2 separate regions of the Anas platyrhynchos genome follow, and region 1 is linked to region 2. Evidence: chromatin contacts called from public Hi-C data. All regions are on one chromosome and are shown on one strand. The core of a region is the stretch at or near the end of the contact, and the rest is flanking DNA. Distances in the headings are between cores, read along the strand shown.

Evidence for each region. Hi-C and Micro-C count contacts between places; a contact is called where the count stands out from the background.
Region 1: a Hi-C map of small yellow follicle shows a contact between it and region 2, with 2.0 times the contacts expected there. The contact joins the promoter of SLBP here to the enhancer-like site in region 2. A contact is called at or near these places in 3 of 8 Hi-C or Micro-C datasets (liver, skeletal muscle and small yellow follicle).

What each region holds. Positions count from the first base shown.
Region 1 is chr4:72,150,380-72,155,606 of IASCAAS_PekinDuck_T2T, forward strand. It overlaps SLBP (stem-loop histone mRNA binding protein), which reads left to right and starts at 2,790. Exons shown (of 9, transcript XM_027455698.2): 1 at 2,790-3,169; 2 at 3,418-3,549. The coding sequence starts at 2,805.
Region 2 is chr4:72,100,060-72,105,642 of IASCAAS_PekinDuck_T2T, forward strand. It overlaps TACC3 (transforming acidic coiled-coil containing protein 3), which reads right to left. Exons shown (of 16, transcript XM_027455696.3): 14 at 4,904-5,010; 15 at 4,573-4,693; 16 at 3,102-3,277. The coding sequence ends at 3,209. Among named protein-coding and RNA genes, the nearest start is that of TACC3, 20 kb to the right of the region's middle. Within about 2 kb of position 1,707, at least 4 of the 8 cell types and tissues checked have an H3K27ac peak or open chromatin away from gene starts, as enhancers often do. A contact at or near this core is called in small yellow follicle, where this site is marked.

The DNA.
Region 1 (5,227 bases), core at 1,540-4,039, 51 kb after region 2:
TCTATCCAAAACTATTTGATGTAAGGATTTATAACTCAGGAAAGCAAAGCTGAAATTTAGTATTCCATGCTCAGTTTCCAGTTGATAGTTTTCCATTACTTTTACCTCTTAATTAAATGCAGTTTGTGTAATTCTGTGCTCAGTTTGTAATTATGCCAAAATAAATTCCAAACTTCACCAGTCAGGTTTAAATTTCTTTCAAGAAGTGACACGTATCTTCCACTGGGAGAATTACCTTACAGATGATACGTTATCTGTGCTTGTAGAAACAGTCCTTCACTAGCAGTTCTGAAATGCCACTGTGTCTTTTTTTAAAAACAAGAACAAAAAAAACTGTTCCTTTTGAGGTCACAACGATGAAGATATCTCCTTGTTCCCTTAAGATTCCCACTGGAGTGTCAGAGTGCTTTTCTGAAGGATTTTCTTTGCTGGAAAGGACAGAAAAGATGCAAGGCAGCTGTAACCCCTAATCTGTGTTCCAGCAGATAGTTTTGCTCAGTAAACTGAACGCAGTGCTATGCTAACAGCACTGTGCATCTTCTAGGCTGGGACCATTCTCTACTGGGAGCTTGGATGAGTTCAGGTAAACAAGTCAACTTATTTCAGAGCAAGACTGGAAGAAATGGGTTGGTTTGTATCTGCTTTGAACCTCCGCTGAGCTGCAAGAGTGTCCTTGGTCCAGAAACACAATTCTGTTATCTGTAGTATGGTGTGGGAAAGGAGCAGTGCTACTGCAGCAGAAACATTCCTGTGCGAGCATGTATTTATTATACAAATGCTGAACAAGAGATGTGGGCAAAGGGGAAGGAACTTCCAAGATGGGTACATCACTTAAATTGTACTGCTTTCATGTCTTAGAATTTTACTGAGTGCAGAGCCAGCCTGATTGTTATCGCACACAGAGGGGCAACTTGGAGGCATCCTGCAACAGCTCTTGCAGAGGAGAAAAATGCAGGACCTGTGTACAAACTCTGGGGGGAGGGAAGGGGAAGAGCATGAGGTGATAGAAAGTAAACTCAGTTCTCCTTGCATCTTCCCTAAATACTACTGGTTTCAGCCAGGAGCACGAAGTATGTGGATACTACCCAAAGAGCATAATGAAACAGCAAAAAGAACACCTACAAGTGTATAGTTGTTTATATAAGTGTGTATTTTTTGGTGTGTGTGTGTATATATGTATATAATGAGAATGCAGATGAATTTTCTATAAGTGAAAATTAATTTCAGTGCATTCTCAATGGTTTTGCTTTTCTTCCATTTGTAAAATTAAGCAAAATAATGCAAAAACTCAAAACAAGCCACCTACCCGCTGAGATTTCAAACTGTTTACAGTCTAAAAGCTATTGCAAACTAGTGGCTGAAGACTCTTGGTCTGGCTTGGTGCAGCTCAACAAGGGCAAGCAGGCAGAGCACTTTCAATTTGAAGCTGTTCGTTTTGCTGGGAGGTTTGTGGCAATGTCTCTATTCATCCATCCGTTGTTTGGCCCAGCTTTGCAAAAGAAAGTTTAGCCAAGTGCTTAAATAGCGTTTGGACCTTTTGGAGGAAATTAATAGTGTGAGTTTCGCTTGTTACAGAAAGACAAGAGACAGTGAGCTCTGTAAATCACCATGAAGAGGATGTTCACCACTTCAGGGCAATGCTGAGCTTCTCAGAGCTGGTAGGTGCCTCCTATCGGCCTTCAAGAGCACATAGGTAATACTGCAGTGATCCCTGTGCTGATCTGAGACCTTTATATCTGACCTCTTCCTTTTGCTCTTATGCCCAGAGACGCCTCATGTTTTTTTTTTCTCAAAGTTTGCAGACAGGTCCTGTGCTTTTTCTCTTTGAGGTCTGTTGTAGGAAGTTTCCGAGATGCTGTTCTGTGACAACAAGCTGGCTCCATGCTCAGTAAAACACTAAGATCTGAAAGCAGGACATCTAAGATGCGTTTACCTTCAAAGTTAGCTGCTGTACAGTGGTAATATTTTTTTTCTTATTTATTTAAAAGACATGATGAAGACATGGATAGTGGAAAACAAGTTATCCCATGCTGCAGGTGGTAACCAAATGCCCCTAATGGAGAGGCCACCTGGGTCAGGGCAAGATTGCTGGGTTTGTGATGCAGGAAACTGCATTCTTAGAATTAATGCAAAATTGTGCCAGCTTCTACAGCAAGAGAGTGCTGCTATGGCCACAGATGACAATGGTTCTTAAAAAGCTTACAGTTCCTGAGAAGTAACCCCTTGACAGCAGTAAATTTACAACCAGAAATCTAGAATGACTATTACGTGTTGTCTTTAGATAAACATCCCGTTCCTGTTTCCACCTTGCCACTTTTTGAACGCTGACAGAATCAGCAGAAATCTGGCCGTTATTACATTTCAAAAATAATAAAAGAAAGATATTTTATTTAAAAGTGTGTTTGTGTTTTACTGGGGGTGTTTTCCAGACAGTTTCTGGTAAATGTCAACCTGTAGCAGGTCTCACAGGTTCATGGGAATTCGTGATGCCTGTGCTTGAAATTATAGTAACACAAAAAACCCCACTTATTTAGAAGTTTAGTGACCTTATGGCATAAGCAATGTTATTCAATACTGATTTTAATTGTTGTTTAAGGTTATGTTTCTTCATAAGACATAAATTTACACTGTAGCTCTTGAGTGTGGGCTAGAAGCGGCCATTTAAATACCCTTCTCCTCCTCCTGTATTAAAGAGCCGTCCTGCTGCCTCCAGGCCCTAACCTTTAAATCCCGGCCAGCCTCCCCTTTCCCTTTTTCTCCTTTTTTTGGGGGGGTTTTGGCGCTGAGAGGGAGGTGCCTCAGCCATGGCGCTGCCGGGGGCCGCGCTTGGCTCTCCCGCCAACACGCCCCGGGCCGGGCCCAACCATGGCGGCGGGGGGGACGGGGACGGAGCCGGGAGCGCCTTGAAGCCTCCCGTTCCTCCATCAACCACCGAGGAGCCCTCTTGGTTCTCGGTGAGGCTCGACGGCGGCCCGGCGGCCGCATTTTCCCCCTCTTCAGCCCTCCACACGCCCGTGTGTCCCCCCGGGGCGCCGCGGTGGAGGGGCCGGCGGGGAGGCGGGCTCGGCGCTGCGGCGGCGGGAGATGTGAAGCGGGGCCGGCTGTGCTCCCTGCCGCCTCACGCCATGGCTGCCCGGCAGCGGAGCCCTCACGGCGCCGAGACCGCCAGGTAGGAGCCATGGGGGAGCCCGGAGGTCCCCCTCGGCCATCTCCTTTCACCCCCTTCCTCCTCGCTTCCCTCCCTCGCTTCCCCCTCAGCGCGGCCGCCTCATGAGGGGGGCGCCGCCGCCGCCATGTTGCGAGCCGCTGGCCCCTCGGTGAGGGGACGCCGCGTCGTTGCGGGGAGTTGTGTTTTTTTTTATTATTATTTATTTTTAATAGAGATGGAAATAACGGCTTTGTCTTGTCCGCCGGCAGCCCGCAGTCTGCTCCTCGGTGGTGCCAGGGGAGGAAGCGCGGCGCGGATGGGAAGCGGAGGCGGCAGAGCCAGGACGGCGGCGCGGCGAGGGACGAGAGCTCCGGCAGGGCAGCCGACGGCAGGCTGGGCAGGTAGGTCCGGGGCTGCTCCCCTCGGGGAAAACCCTGCTGGAACACCGATAAGGGCAGCATCCAAATGCCTCCTGAGCACCGAGAGGTGTGGGGCACCTCTCCGGGATCACATCCCATGGTCTGAGTGTCCACACAGCAAGGCTGTTTTTCCTCACACATGCTATGATCCTCCCCTGACACAGCTCAGTGCACAGTAAATAGGAGAGAATAATCTACTGTGGTGTCTTGGAGTTGCTCCTTGAGAAAGAAGGCTCTTTAACCTTTTAACCTCATCAGTGTGTATAAATATTTGAGGGGAGAGCAGCAAGACGATAGAGCCATGCTCTTTTCAGTTGTGCCCAGCGACAGAGTGAGAGGCAACAGCCACAAACTGAAGCACAGGAGGTTCCAACTGAATACAAGGGGACGCTTCTTCCTTGTGAGGGTGACAGAGCGCTGGGACAGGCTGCCCAGAGAGCTTGTGAGGTCTCCTTCATCAGAGATACTCAAAGTCTGCCTGGGTGCCATCCTGCACAATGTGCTCTAGGTGATCCTGCTCAGCAAGGGGGTTGGAGTAGATGATCTTTAGAAGTCCCTTCCAGCCTCGACCATTCTGTGATTAATTCTGATGAGTTGCACTGTTTTTCTTTATTTTTTTATGCTTGTGCTTTATGCCTGTTTACTGCTGTTTATCATGATGTGCTAACAGCATGAGCCAACCCATCTGTCCTTGTGGGTACAGGCTGTGCTTTCTGTTATGGTAAAAAAAAAAAAAAAAAAGAAAAAAAAAAGTTGGCTAATGAAACATGAAAGTCTGTGAAGTGATCTGCTCTTATTTTTTTTCTGAAGTCTTACTTCTGAGGATGCTACATTGCCCCAAAAAGTTGTTTCTAAACAAATGTAGAGGGACCCACTTCTGAGGTCAGTCACTCTGTTCATAGTGCTGACATTTGCCTTCCTTGCCATTTGCCTTCCTTACCATTTCCCCAGCACAGGAAGTGACAATTTAGTGAATGTATCTTATTTTATAGCGCTGTTTACATCTGAGCTATAAATACCAGGGTACCTTTTGTTCCTCTCATCAGTGGATGGGAGTTGCAGCATATAGCCCTGTTGATTGAACCTAGGCTTCTAATCCAGAGTGAGATGGGTTGTACCTAAGAAGTACACGTCTTTGTTTGCTGATGATAAGCCTAGAAGAGACTGATCAATGGATCAAAGGCTGATATAAAAAATAAATTACTAAATTAATTTCAGGAAGCATGCTTGAATTGTTTACTTTGGGACAGTCAGCAACGCACCATTTTCTTCCACGGGGGAGCAGTAATCAAATGGGATCTGCTTTTTCAGTTAGAGATGAACTTAAGTAAATGCTAGAAATCAGTTTTGGATGAACAGATATTTGCAAGGTGACTTGTAACTTTTTTGAGTTGGCAGCTGGAGTTCATCTAAAAAGGACTTCCAGCATGAATTTAACAAAAACATTAAAGTAGTGTAAGCCCATTTCTGAGCTGGGAGCAGAAAGGGATTTGGAGCTGGTTTTAGTGCAGATGGGTCAAATTCCCTGACTTCAAGAGACTTCTCTGGGCAGAACTTTTGTAACTCTCCAGAGAATTTCCAGATCTAATGAGAAAGCTCTGGTCCATGGGATGCGGTTTTGATTTTGTACTTTAGGAAGATAAATCATCAGGACAGGAGG
Region 2 (5,583 bases), core at 457-2,956:
AAAGAATGATGCTTTGAAATAAGGAAGGTGACACTTAAATGCTCTTCAACTAGAAATTATGAAACATTAGACTTTCTCACAGACTGTGAGTGTAAATTGAAGATATATACTGCACCTGTAGAGAAAAATAAGTTATCCCTTCTGAGCTGATTAAAATGCAAAGGTCAAAGCAGACCATACAAAGAAGCAAAAGGGAAAAAAAGCCATGCACAAACTTGACAAGCAAAATGTAGTCATCCAGGCTGGAAGTTAAGGAATACTCAAGCGATAAGCTTTGGTAACTCACACATTCAAATACTGCCCACTCATCCTCCTCAGTGCACAGGTATTCATAGCCATCTCTGAGTGATGATTGCCACGTAGTTATCTTGTACAGAGGGAGACAACCAGCAAATAGAAGAGCCTCAGGCAGATTTCACAGCACAGTAGTCACAGATTGCAGTAGGACTGTGGTGTGCTGTCTCTCAACATCTTACTGAAGTGCAGTTTCCATTATTCAATATCAATAGGCAATAAACAGCCACATGAGATGTGATTCTTGATGATACATGTGATAAGAGACCAAATGAGAATTGTATCTGGTGTGCTGCTCTCTTACTGGACTTGATCTGCATCCACCTCAGTCAGGAGACTGGGGACTAAGGTGTCTGCAATGCCCTTATATTCAAGCAAGGGAACAAGCAAGCTGAGAGGCTCCTCTCCTTCCTCCACTTCACAGCTCTCCTCCCTTTATCTGCCGAGATACTGGATCAGAGACTGTCTGCTTATGCAGTTCACCCAAAGCCATCCATGGACATTTCACCCTGACGGAACGAAGGAAGGTGAGGAGGGTGCCAGTACTCCCTTGTGCAGCAGCTGCCTAAAGGCACACACAAAATGCCTACAACTCCCCCATCCCACATCCATAGAGCAGAAGGGCAAAACTAGCAACAGAGACCCCGTCACCCAGCCAACTCTGAAGAACTTGATTATATTAATTGGTGGTATGATTACTACTTTGATAGCTGTAGCACTGAAGTTTCATGTAGTGTTATCACTATGTATATACAGTCTGTTGGCATACATCACTTTGCAGCTCTTCATCCCTCCCAACAGGAACCTACTAGAACAATTGCCTTGTTAGTATTAAGCACTAGTCAGGGACTATCTCCACTTCTGCAGTGTGCTGACACACAGCCCTGCCATTTACAGCCAACATTTGGAAGAGCAGCAGCTACATCTTGTGGGAAGATTTGCCATTGCAAGTTTATTTCTAATGAGTTTGTAGAGTTATTAGTTCAAGTTCAGTTTTGCATTAAGGTAGTCAGTTACTCTGCCAAAGTGACCTGCCTTTTTTGTTTTTTATCCCTTTTTGTACTAGATGTAAAAAGTGAACCTTCACAGCACATCGATCCCCTGCAAACCAGTTTCTTCTAATCAGACACCCTTTCACCTTGGCCAGTTAGTCCATCCGGGCCAGCACACCACAGAGATGATCCAACACCAGAGAGAAAAGGACTACACTTTGTGGCTGCACGCTTAATCTTATCTTAACATCAACCTGCAGCCTCAGTATTCACTGAGAACTTCAAGAGAAATTAGTCTCCATAATTAAAATATGAGCAGAAGTTCATATTCAACAGGCACCAAGTTTCTCAGTTCTGTTTAAGTCTATTACAAAGGGACACTCCAAGACACAGCTTGGAGTAATCCCTGTTATCTAAAGTTGATATAGCAAGGCTTTGTTTTTGTACAGTCTGTTCTGTGAATGATTTCTTCTCTGCCTCCATGTAGCACTTCCTGAGCTATAGATTAAAGAAAAAAATCTAGCAAAGCAATTTCTGCAGGAAGCGGGCATTCAATATCATTGCTACTGACTTCACATTGACATTCCCAGGTTAGTTCTGAAACTATAAAGTGAAAGAAAACTCAACGCACCATGAGCTTTGAAGTGTTAATTAACCCTAGAGTGGAACAGGTCTCAAGTATTCTAGCTACATACAGCTTCCTGTAAACATACCAATAATGACAAGTAGCTACCTAGCCAGAGTATACCCCAGATTCCATGATTTAAGTACTGTTAGTCATTTTTCCTCCTGCCCCAAGCAAACTACCCTTAACAAATACGGGAAGAGCTCCAAGTACAGCCACAAGCACACCCGGCAGCAACAACCCTTCTGAGAGAAAAATGCAGCTACTAGTTAGGCAAGTGAGGGAATGACCTCCCAGTAATATTAAACGAAAAACTATAGCTTACACAATGAGACAATCCTGTAGAAGGTCTGTTAGGTAATAACTTATCTGACGTATCTACTTCTGTCCTAATTAAAACTGATTTCATTATGACCTGTGACCTGCAGCCTACTACATTCCTCAAAGCCTTTCTGTAAGAGTGGCATAGAGCTCTGGATGGCTGACTGGAAAGTCAATAGCATCAGACTAATGACTTGAAAAATATTACGGCAGTAGAGTAGCAAGCAAGTCTGTCCTGTTTTCCAGTCCCTTGGCATCTTAGCTCATCTGAAAACAAATCACTTCAGCTCAGGTTTATATTTTTCTTTTAATAAAGAAAAGCTGAAGTTCTGAGGTTTTTTTTTACATCACTAAGTGAAAAAAATATCCCAAACCTTCTTCCCCCCACCGCCAAGCCCTGCTTGGAAATAAAGTACAAAACACTCCTATACAATATTCTGCTCAGTATTCACTTTCAAGGTCAGTAATTGGCCTGGTTTACTGCAAACAGCTATCAAGTCTTCTCAAGATTCACAACTGTCACTTATAAAGAAGGAACATAAGTCACCATTGACAGGATGTGACACCTAGTCTGCTTAAAACTACAATCCTCTAACTTCATAAAGTTTTGACTGAAATGACACAGCAGGAAGCGCAAGATAGACATGTCCTTAATGCTGACCTTCATCAGCAGCCAGGATATCACAGAATCTTGGTGTTCTCACACAGGGAAGAGACTGAGGGTAAGACGATTAGTTTTTCCTTCCACTGACATATGTGAAAGTAGGCAATATATTGATACATACCAGAAGAGAAAATTGAACTTCAGTATTTATAAACATATCAGTAAACTGACATTTCCAACAAGAGATAATAATATACAAGAGGAGTGCAAATCAGAAGTTTTATTTTTTCCCCCAATACATAATTAAAAGACTGAATGAACACATGGGACAGGAAGTCAGAAAAACTAGAAATATTTACAAGAACAATTAAGCTATGCATTTTTTTCCATCTTCAAAATCAAGTCATCACAGATTTTTGTTAGTTCATCGTTTTCTTTAGTCTGTTAAAGAAAAAAAAGAAGAGTTACGGGTACATGTAAGGTATGCTACAGGTAGCAAGCTGAGTCACAATAAGCCACATTTCCCAACATGGAATAGAAAGTCCGTTTATATGCTAGTGACTTACAGAAATTTACTCAAAAGGGACAGTCTACTTTGTAGATCTCATGTAGATCCCCGTAAGATCCCCAGGAAGTGAAGCAGAATTAGCTATAGTTCCTCTACTTCAACAGATTTCCATAGATCAATTTGTTTCTAAAAATTTTGGTAAACTTAGACTTTTCAGACTCAAGGTCATTTTGTTAGGTATACTGAAATTCAAGATGATAGCAATGGTTTGGATTTTAAACTTCACAAGACAGACATCTCCATGGCATGATGCTTCGGTACTTTTACCAACATGTGGTAGTAGTTTCCAGCTTGTGTTAATTGCTTGAGTGGTTAAACCATTTTAATAAGAGTTCCTAACATAAAATACAAGAAAAATCAAATCTGAAACAGGAAAAAAATACTTCTGTGCTAAATGACTCATTTCATCGTTCTAGTTATAGGTCTACTGTTTCCTCATTTATTCAAACCTTAGCCATAACCGTGAAGACATAAATACAGGATATTTTTTCGTAACAGCAGGAATGCATCAGAATTATCTGTTTTTGAGTCTTCAGCATTGGCAAAAGTACAACCATGATGCAGTAGAACTAAGAGCATGCACTTCCAGCAATATGTTTCAACCCTCAGAAATATTTCTATTTATTTGTTCTAACAAAGGAGACTGATGTGGCTGTACAAAGCATTTCAAGACTTCCTCCATGAAGTATATTTGATCACAGTGTTTCATAAAGATTAAGGGCCTGAACAATATTGAAAGAGTTCAGCCAATACAAAACAGCTTGACTAGTGCTAATGGCTTACAAATCATGTGTCTACAAACAAGCTGAATCAGGCAGTTATTCAAGATCATTTCCAGATTCTGCTCTTGGATGTGTTTAAGTTTCAAAACACTAACTCCTTCAGTAGCTTAGAGAGCATCCTGAGACAGCAGCCTCGATTGGTCATTTCTGTGACCCATCTATGGGAACAAGCCCTTTTGATCCAAGAAAAAAAAATCTATATACAGATAAGGCACACATCAATTATGTCAAGACTCAATTTCAGTACTTATTTCCCAACACCTACCTGGACAGCAGTCACCTAAAACAGCAGTTATTAGGACTATTTCTAGTAGTGGTGCAAGGTATTTCTTCAGCTTGTCTAAGGCAATAGATTAGAAAGACTCAGTCACAGCCTTTTGACTAACCTTTTGTTCAAGGCTCCTCTCTAAAGACTGGATCCTCATTTGTTCTTTGCGGAGGCTGGCTTGGAGCGCTGCAGTCTCCGATTTAGCTTTGCTTCGTACTTGGGCAATTTCCTCATTTGCTCTGGAATTGAAGCAAAATGGATGTTTCTATCACCTTCAAACAGCAGTATGACTGTTCATAGAATCACACTAGATTCTCATTCTTTGAAGATCAACCCCTCAAAATCACTACTTTAAGCCAGGTTTTGGCATAAGCAAACCCCATTTAACAGCAACTGGGGAAAACTGCATATTTCACTCTTAGTACTTGGCTTCTTGGCATGGTACTTACTGATGCAGCTTTTCTTCAGCATGTGCCTTTAGTGCCTGATATCTCTGTTCCTCTCTCTTAATTCTAGCCAGGTATTCTTCAGCATATTTTTTCAAAGCCTCTTCATTCTGCCCCAGGAAGAAGTTTAGTTGGCTTTTTATGTACTAGTAGGTAAAATGGAAAGACTTTGCACAAGTCAGCAACTTAACTACACCAAAGTGACAGTATTTACCAATCAGAGTAAGAGGAAAAATTGCCAAGTAACACAAGCTATGAAATAAGCGCCAAGTCTCCCTACTAATTCCAACTCCTGACTTTGGCAAATCACTGTCTCCAGGTGATGCTTTAACTCTGTGCTAAGGAAAGGGCTTTGGAAAGCAGGGCAGAGAGATGGAAAGAATGCAAGATGAAGTCCTGCATAGGTTTCTGCTGAATAAGTCTAAGCATTTTGTATAAGAAACCATAGCTTATGATCATCATTAGCTTCATTCTTCTAGTCTGAGTATGTTTGACTTCACCAGTTTAAGCTAGAGAACATTCAGTAAATATATCATTTTGACTTGTAATAGAAAATCCTCTTCAGTACCCATTCAATGCTACGTAGGGGAAAACAAGCTGTCCTTATGCAACAAGTTGCTACAATAGATTTGTTCCTCATAATTAACAGAAAAACCAATATACATACAATAAGAAAAAGCTCA